Regions from separate parts of the Mus musculus genome. Here all the other regions are linked to region 1. The links are chromatin contacts, called in public Hi-C and HiChIP or PLAC-seq maps. All regions are on one chromosome and are shown on one strand. The core of a region is the stretch at or near the end of the contact, and the rest is flanking DNA. Distances in the headings are between cores, read along the strand shown.

Region 1 (2,974 bases), core at 174-2,673:
TCATGTGTTTAGGAAATTGTATCTTATATCGTGGGTATCCTAGGTTTTGGGCTAGTATCCACTTATCAGTGAGTACATATTGTGTGAGTTCCTTTGTGATTGTGTTACCTCACTCAGGATGATGCTCTCCAGGTCCATCCATTTGGCTAGGAATTTCATAAATTCATTCTTTTTAATAGCTGAGTAGTACTCCATTGTGTAGATGTACCACATTTTCTGTATCCATTCCTCTGTTGAGGGGCATCTGGGTTCTTTCCAGTTTCTGGCTATTATAAATAAGGCTGCTATGAACATAGTGGAGCATGTGTCCTTCTTACCAGTTGGGGCTTCTTCTGGATATATGCCCAGGAGAGGTATTGCTGGATCCTCCGGTAGTACTATGTCCAATTTTCTGAGGAACCGCCAGACTGATTTCCAGAGTGGTTGTACAAGCCTGCAATTCCACCAACAATGGAGGAGTGTTCCTCTTTCTCCACATCCTCGCCAGCATCTGCTGTCACCTGAATTTTTGATCTTAGCCATTCTCACTGGTGTGAGGTGGAATCTCAGGGTTGTTTTGATTTGCATTTCCCTGATGATTAAGGATGTTGAACATTTTTTCAGGTGCTTCTCTGCCATTCGGTATTCCTCAGGTGAGAATTCTTTGTTCAGTTCTGAGCCCCACCCCATAATCAGCATCCAAACGCTGACACCATTGCATATACTAGCAAGATTTTATCGAAAGGACCCAGATGTAGCTGTCTCTTGTGAGACTATGCCGGGGCCTAGCAAACACAGAAGTGGATGCTCACAGTCAGCTAATGGATGGATCACAGGGCTCCCAATGGAGGAGCTAGAGAAAGTACCCAAGGAGCTAAAGGGATCTTCAACCCTATAGGTGGAACAACATTATGAACTAACCAGTACCCCTGAGCTCTTGACTCTAGCTGCATATGTATCAAAAGATGGCCTAGTCGGCCATCACTGGAAAGAGAGGCCCATTGGACACGCAGACTTTGTGTGCCCCGGTACAGGGGAACACCAGGGCCAAAGGGGGGGAGTGGGTGGGTAGGGGAGTGGGGGTGGGTGGGTAAGGGGGACTTTTGGTATAGCATTGGAAATGTAAATGAGCTAAATACCTAATAAAAAATGGAAAAAAAAAAAAAAACAAAAAAAAAAAAAAAAAAAAAAAAAAAAAATACTTTGTATTTATCAAACCTTTAAAAAAAAAAAAAAAAAAAAAAAAAAAAAAAAAAAGAGCTGTGCATACTTCCTGTTTCTGGGTGAAATGTGAGAAATGAAAAAAAAAAAAAAAACACCTCTTCTTAGATCTGTCAGAGAAATGAGGTCACAGGACCAACGGCTGTCTTCATGATCAGAAAGGCAGACAGGCGGGCACAGAGAAGCAGGGCTTGCCAGAACAGAAACCCTCAAAAGGAAACCCCTCCGTGGGAACTAGTGCTGGGTGGAACCACCTGAGTTGTAGCTGACAGATTACTGGAGGCTCAGCCCAGGCAACCCTGAGATGTAAAACCCCCAGGGAAACAAGGTGTGGGGAGCCTCACATGCTTACAAGGCTAATTCCATCACCCTAACCAGCTTCTCCTAGTGAGGAACCAATCACACACACACACACACAGAGAGAGAGAGAGAGAGAGAGAGAGAGAGAGAGAGAGAGAGAGAGAGAGAGAGAGAGAGAGAGAGAGAGAGTTTTTAACATGAAGAAGGCAAGCAGAACTACCTTGAAATATAGCTGGACACTCTGTTGTTCTTAACAAGCCTTGCCCTTAGGCCTCCTGCCCCACCTGAGGCCAAAGGTTCACCAAGACTTCATCCAGTCTTGAGAGCATGCCCTCTGCCCCACAACTTATGCCACACCACTAAATGTCTATTTACCTACCCCAGTTGCTTTTACAGAGACACCATACCTATTGTACTGGCTGGTTTTGTGTGTCAACTTGACACAAACTGGAGTTATCACAGAGAAAGGAGCCTCCCTTGAAGAAACACCTCCATGAAATTCAGCTGTAAGGCATTTTCTCAATTAGTGGGCAAGGGTGGGAGGGCCCAGCCCATTGTGGGCGGTGCCATCCCTGGGCTGGTAGTCCTGGGTTCTATAAAAAAGAGGCCGAGCAAGATAGGGGAAGCATCCAGTAAGCAGCACTCTCCATGGCCTCTGCATTAGCTCCTGCCTCCAGATTCCTGCCCTGTGTGAGTTCCCATCCTGACTTTTTGGTGATGAACAGAAATGTGGAAGTGTAAGCTGAATAAACCCTTTCCTCCCCAACTTGCTCCTCAGTCATGATGGTTTGTGTAGGAATACAAACCCAATCTTCTAACAGAATATGACAATACACGCTAAAAGAAAAATGTAACAAAACTAAACAAATAACAAAACCACAGTTTGGAACTAAATATGAATCATTGTGAAATCAGATAGAACAAGACTATTATAAGCATCAGACCAAGACTTTAACAGAATATTTAAATTACCCACCTATGATTACATGCTGTGACTTTTTCTATTAATGCCCTTAGCATATTAATCATAACGAAATATGTCTGGACAATTGCAAAGTACTTAGAAAATTTATTTTTTCACCCCCTTGTATTAAGCACACTAAAGAATATATGGAACAAAAAGGAAATCTCAAGAAAATTTTAAAGCATTTTGAACTAACATAAAATTGAAAATTCAACTTATCAACATTGGTTACATGCGTGAAAAGTTATAGAAGAGAGATCTAAAGTCAATAACCAGTATTTCTAGTCAATGAAACCAGCAAAAGTACAAAATCCAAAGTAAACAAATCAAATAAATAATGAAAATAAAAACATAAATGGATGGGCCAAAAAAAATAATGTGATCAAACACCAAATACCTTGTAAGATCAGTAAAATCAATAAGTTAACTCTCACTAGACTAATGGCTGTAGACCCAGACCACATGTCCTTTGAAGAACTTAACTCCAAATTCTTCAACTCAGTCTCGGCC
Region 2 (2,974 bases), core at 139-2,638, 130 kb after region 1:
GCCTGTAGCCCTTCGAGAGGTGAGGCCTTGTGAAACTTTCCCCACGCATGTCACCATGTCAACGGATGTAGTCATTATTCAAGTCTTGTTTAGGCCACAGTATTGCTGAATCTTCATGTTCCCTGGTCAGGCTTCCTGCTCTTCCAGTCTTTCTGCCCTCTCTTCTGCAATGTCCCCTCAACCTCAGGCGTGTAGGGGGTTGCATTGTTAACTTAATGCTTATTAATTGGCATCTGGCACTCCACAGTCAGTTGTTCTCTGCATTAGGACCCGATGTAGATTTCCGTAACAATCTCCATATACTACAATAAGAATCTGCTGATGAGGTAAGAGAGCTGTACTTATCTGTTGGGAAAATGATAAATATTTAGACTGTATTTATAAAGGGGCCCATGACATCTGCAGTCACAGGTAGGTAACTTGGTTCCTAGTACTAGGCAGGACTTCCCTTCAGTGAGTGGAGCCTCAAGTCCAACTACACAGCTATTGGTTTCTCCCAAGATAGAAGTACTACTGTTGTACTTGCTGGGGTAGTCACTGTTGTGATTCATGAGTTTATAGCTGGTGAGGACTAACATCTTACCTACCTTGGCAGCTTTTGTAGAACCTTTGGATACTGTTATCTCTAGTCCCCAGGGTGATTCCCTCAAGTCCTATGTCCAACATGTGTGCTATCTTCAGCAATAGATCCTTCAGGTTCTGGGAGGCAACCTAGGGCAATAGTAATGCTTTGGCAATCTCTTGGTCTACTCGGACCAACAACTTGAGAATAAGCTTTCCATTCCTGGAACTGTTTGTTTGTTTGTTTGTTTTGTTGTTGTTGTAGTTAGACAGGCTATGGCTTTTGGAGGAAGTATTATTACCCCAGGTGGCATAAGGCATAATTCAATTTAAGTTTTTTATACATATTTATACTTAAACAGAAAATAATGGCTTCCTATGGCCTTTTCAAACATCCTTACTGCTATTTACGCTCCCCTCTCCTTCTCCCTCTGTACAAGTCCGGCCTCCAGTTAAGGGCTCCCAACAGTCCTGAGTTTTACATCAGATTCCTCTTGAAACTTTAAACTTTCTTCATTGCTGTCACCTATCGTGTTTTTTGAGCTGTACAAATATCGAGCACAGGGCCACGTGCTCTGCCACATCACAGTTTCCTTTCTGTCTCAATTTTCTGTTTGTCTTAAAATGTCCAGTATACTTCTTTTTAATACATGATAGCTGTGTATTAACAAATTCCCTCTTGAGTTTATTAGTCATACAGAATGGACTATGTACCTCATTAAAAGCAGGCCAGCAGGGCCTGCCAACAGGCTATTAGGCCTGAGATATAGGATTCCTGAGGGTTAAGGAATGAATGATAAATTATCAAGACTAACAAACAGCTCAGGGTGACTTGACAATTCCTCAAGCTTGACTTCCTCATTTCTTTGCTGGCTGGAAAAGTGGGCAGCAAAAAATAAAACCAAACAAACCCAACCCCAAAATAAATAAACAAATAAAAAATAAACATGTTTTAGCACTTAAAAAACTCTCAAACCCCACATCTCCTGAGTACTGGTAGAAACAGCTATTTCAGACAAACTTCCATAAATGGTGGTGATGTTATTTTGCTGTTATGAAATTGACTCTCTGATAGTGTGTTTTAAAAAACAATTCTATGATTCTTGCAAAGAGATGAGCATACAAAGCAACAGTATTGATTGGGGTGAATAAGGTAAAGCCGAAATTACTGATTAATACTGAGGAAAGCGAGTGCTAACATACTTCATAAGGCAGAGGACAATACACTGCTATGTGTATGCTCACTCATGAGTTTTATTGAATAGTACTTAATGTAAAATGCTGCTGGGGATTTTCTATTTCAAAACATAAAAGAAAGAACACAAATAAAATGCTTTAAATTCAAGTCACTCTTATTCTAAAAAGAATTTTAATTCATTCCACTTAAAAAATAAAAGTAGTCTCCTCACCCCCCATGAGTACATTAATCACATATTCACACACAGAGAACATACATACATTCGATTGTTTACAAGATTTACCACCATATAATCCATTTACATTCAAGTGAAGTATATATGTACTTATTTATTTGTATATATTTGGAGCTTCTGTATCTCATCCCTTTTTAAACAACCAAGATAATATAATACGCCTATTCTCTAGAAGTCAGTTCATGTAAGATTATTTAAGGTTAGAAGTCTCTTTTGAAGAATTACACTAACTATACAATAAGGGTCCAGTACTTCTAAACATAAGCTTGAAGCTACAGCTTACTACCTTAAGTTGCATTATAGCCAATGTTTGAGATTTTTATTTAGCAGGTTGTTTAGTTTGTGAGTAATTTAAAATATTTCAAACAATTACTTGTGCATCAGGGAGAAAGAGCACCAAGGAGAATGATGTCCTTTTATTTAAATATTAGACGAAATTACAATAGTCATCTCCATCTTTCTTCCAAATCTCATCATTTGTAAACACCATTTACTTACTACAAATGTTCAATCTTTTGAGTTTTCTTGGTGAAATCATCAAATACACTGGACATAAGAATGGAAACACAAGAACTATACCCTGGATGACACTTATGAACAGCAGAACTCGCATCATAGACCTGAGTCCATAGGTCTCAAGAAAAACTCAGAAAATCACGTGTAAGATTTACAAATTTAGCAGTTACAGTTCATAAAAAGAAACTCTAAAAAATTGCCTCTCTTGCTAATACAAAAAAAAAAAAAAACCTTTTCTTGGTGAACCAAGAAATTTTTCTTGATGGTAAAGATATGTATAAAGAAAATATTTTCTACAGATTAACTTGTAAATTTATGTGTATAAAGGTATAGTTCTCCCACCTGCATTTGTAATATTTTAAATAATTCACAATAAAAAATTCAAAGCACAAATTGAAAAAATAATTCATGGTCTATATAATCCAGTCAATAAATATTGCAGCATATGTTACTGTAGCAATGAC
Region 3 (2,974 bases), core at 204-2,703, 82 kb after region 1:
CACAGAGAGAGAGAGAGAGAGAGAGAGAGAGAGAGAGAGAGAGAGAGAGAGAGAGAGAGAACACAAAACAAAAACAAAACCCTGGTTCTGAAGAAATCCTCAGCCCACTCTAAGCAAAGCGGCGTGGGCAGAGAGCCCGGGAGTCTCTAGCGAGCCAGACACTTGCCAGGGGGAAAGCACGCGGCTGTCCTTCCCTTCGCGAACTGGGTTCCTTCCTGGCCGAGATTTGCAGATTCCACCACTAGAGCGACTTTGGCAGCTTCACAATGGGCCGCTTCTCAAGGTCTGAGCGCCGGCCGCTGCCAGGCGCCCTTTCCTAGGCTTCCCACCCGCCCCAAAGTCCACCAGCGACAGGTGGGGCGAGGGTGGCGGTGCCCGAGACATCTGCCGCCTTAGTTTCTGGCCAGCGCCCGGCCGCGATTCCCCAGTCCACAGGCGCTCCTCCGCCACCGCCGGTCCGTCTGTCCGTCACCAGCCGCCGCACCGGCCTCGGCCTCGCCCGCGGGGTGCAGCGCGCACTGGTGGCCGAGATAAGGTCGCCAGGGGCTGTCTCCCGCCGCTATCTGTAGCCCGCAGCCGCGGCTTGTACACCGTTGGGGCCAGAGGCGCGGCAAGCCGGGCGAGCGTTACTTCTCAATGGGCCTCCGCCGGGCCTGCCGCCTGGCGCTGCGGGTAGGGCGAGCCGCCTAGCTGGCGCGCGCCGACGCGCTCAGACTTCCGCACCTTGGCACCGCGGGAGCGTCGCTCCGGGTCGCAGAGTCCCCGCACCGCATGTCGGCGGCGAGCGCACGCCCGCCCGCCCGCCGGTCCGTCCGCTCGCTCGCTCGCTCGCCGCGCGCGCACGGGGCGCACGCCCCCGCACACTCACCCGCGCCGCACACTCCCGCGTCGCCGGCCCCACCCCTGTGCCAGGAAGCTGCGGGCTCTCGCACCCCGCTCGGGCCCCACCCCAGGCTCCAGTCCCCCCACCACCACGCCAGCCATTCGCACCAAGGCTCAGGGACCAGCGCCGCTCGCAGCCCCGGTGTCACCGAGCCATCAGCCATCGCGGAGGCCGGCGCGGCCCGGGGCTTCCCTGCGCTGCGCACACACCGCGCGCCCGGCCGGGACACGAGGCGAGGAGGAAGGGGCGGCGCCGTGCCTGGGGCTGGCACAGTGGCTCGCTGACTGGGGCACCCACACTCACGCGCGTACCCCACCCATCCCCGCCACCACCTCTGCAGCACAAAAGGTTGCAGGAGGAGTGGCGCTCCCCGTCCAACGTACCGGTCGTCCAGGGTTCCGCCGGTTCCTCTATGGCCGGCAGCCGCAGACCCCGAAGCCAAGGGCGGGCGAGGCGCGGGGCTGCGGCGCCGAGGTGTGGGCAGAGGCCGCCAGCGGAGCCAGCCGGGTACCCGCTGCTCTCCCACCGCGCTCGGCGCCAGCTACGGCCCGCCGTAGTCCCGCCTCCTCCCCCGCCTCCGCCCGCCTTCCCGCCTCCTCCCGCGGGCTGCGGAGGCGAGGCCGGGAAGCGCAGAGCCCGCCTCCTGCGCCAGGCTCGCACGCTCGGCTGGGCGGGCGGCTGGGCCGGCGGCGTGAGAGCGCAGAACCGGAGGCTGTTGCGGGGACGGGAGGCGGCGGCGTGATGCCACACTGCTCCCGGACCAAAGTCCGCCGCACCCTCCGGGGAGCCGCAGCTCACAGGCCTGACAATGCGGGCCGCTCCCACAGAGCGGTGTGCTAAACTCTGTGGGGATGGCTGTGATTTTTGAGTTTCTGCTGATCAGAAGTTGAGAAGAGCAGAAGCCCATGAAGTTAAAATTATACTATAATAATAAATAATAATAATAATAAATGTCAACAACTAAATATGGGGGCGGGGTGAAGACTAAATTCTGAGTCACTTGTTTCTCTTCTCTTTTCCTTTCTAGCTTCCTTCCTGTTCTGTCTTTACAAGGTCTCACTCTGTACCCAAGGCCGGACTTAAGCTCCGGAGAACCGTTCTGCCTTAGTCTCCAGAGCGCTGGGATTACAGGGATGAGGTGCCATCCCAACAAGATTTTCTTTTCTCAGTCCATATGCCACTCCCCTGCCGAAGTGGTCAATGCAGCATTACAAATATTTGCTGATATTTATTTAGCTCTAGGTGCCAACCCTTTTGACGCACATTCCCAAGTTTGCAGCTCTCAACTGTGCTAGTCCACATTTTTAAGACAGAAAACATGAGTTACATCCTTGAAGTCACAGACCTTTCATATAGCTGAGCTGTTTGTGTATTTATAAATTTAAATTCAGGTTCCTGCATTGTGTGGCCTTTTAAACGGTGCTTTATCTGAACATAAAGTCATACATTTCATCTAGACTAATACAAACTTAAAGCAAATAGTTCATGTTCCAGAGTCTATATATGTCCCCCAAATTACCAAGGTTAATAAATACACTCTGGCTCCAAGATGTGGCTTCTGGTTTCTCTGCAACTGAAGGACACTTACTCAATTGCTTCTCATATGCTCTGATGTAAGTATCAGAAAAAGGAAGGAAGAGGCCAGATTCATGAATGTTCTCAGTTACTCTTCCCCAACATGATATTCATGTAACTTATCAAATATAGATAGACCCTAGTACACTGTACAGGTATTGAATGCTCAAGTGATTAAATTTTGTTTTATATTTATTTGTTCAGTTGTTTTGTGCCCCCCCCTCCCCGCCCCACCACCATGGGTACCTTAGTAGAAGATGCTCCAAGTATTTTCAGATTTGAACATTTATCACAGCAGTGTATTCTGATGTTCGTTCTTATAAAACTACCTCGGAAACATTACAAATTATTTCAAGAAGCTTAGTTTCATTTTGTCTGAACTCATAATTTTTTTAAGAGAACACCTTGTAACTTGGCCTTTGTTCTGAAATTTTAGCAATGTTCTTTGGCCAGAAGCAATAAAGTTCCGACTAGTCTCTCCGTTCATTAGGCTGAAAGCTAGCCTTGTCTCCAGCT

Evidence for each region. A called contact is a pair of places that touch in the nucleus more often than the background predicts. HiChIP or PLAC-seq counts read pairs in DNA pulled down with a chosen protein or histone mark.
Region 2: a contact with region 1 is called in an H3K4me3 HiChIP or PLAC-seq map of intestinal villus epithelium, with 5 read pairs. The contact joins two enhancer-like sites. A contact is called at or near these places in 6 of 484 Hi-C or Micro-C datasets (the Ba/F3 cell line, CD8 T cells, myeloid progenitors and 3 more), 1 of 115 datasets of contacts at active chromatin or transcription factors (intestinal villus epithelium) and 2 of 9 other capture datasets (adipose tissue and liver).
Region 3: a contact with region 1 is called in a Hi-C map of CD8 T cells, with 3 times the contacts expected there. The contact joins the promoter of Macir here to the enhancer-like site in region 1. A contact is called at or near these places in 6 of 39 promoter capture datasets (the 3T3-L1 cell line, the C10 cell line, hematopoietic stem and progenitor cells and 2 more), 21 of 484 Hi-C or Micro-C datasets (B cells, CD4 T cells, CD8 T cells and 10 more), 5 of 115 datasets of contacts at active chromatin or transcription factors (DN3 thymocytes, the SCID.adh cell line, effector CD8 T cells and 2 more) and 3 of 9 other capture datasets (adipose tissue, liver and pancreatic islet).

What each region holds. Positions count from the first base shown.
Region 1 is chr1:97,579,073-97,582,046 of GRCm38.p6, forward strand. No RefSeq gene overlaps it. Among named protein-coding and RNA genes, the nearest start is that of Macir, 81 kb to the right of the region's middle. Within about 2 kb of position 1,424, at least 93 of the 459 cell types and tissues checked have an H3K27ac peak or open chromatin away from gene starts, as enhancers often do. A contact at or near this core is called in B cells, CD8 T cells, CD8 central memory T cells and 11 more, where this site is marked.
Region 2 is chr1:97,704,248-97,707,221 of GRCm38.p6, forward strand. It overlaps Ppip5k2 (diphosphoinositol pentakisphosphate kinase 2), which reads right to left. Exons shown (of 28, transcript NM_173760.5): 28 at 1,796-2,974. Among named protein-coding and RNA genes, the nearest start is that of Macir, 44 kb to the left of the region's middle. Within about 2 kb of position 1,389, at least 16 of the 459 cell types and tissues checked have an H3K27ac peak or open chromatin away from gene starts, as enhancers often do. A contact at or near this core is called in intestinal villus epithelium, where this site is marked.
Region 3 is chr1:97,660,565-97,663,538 of GRCm38.p6, forward strand. It overlaps Macir (macrophage immunometabolism regulator), which reads right to left and starts at 1,454. Exons shown (of 3, transcript NM_133825.3): 1 at 1,267-1,454.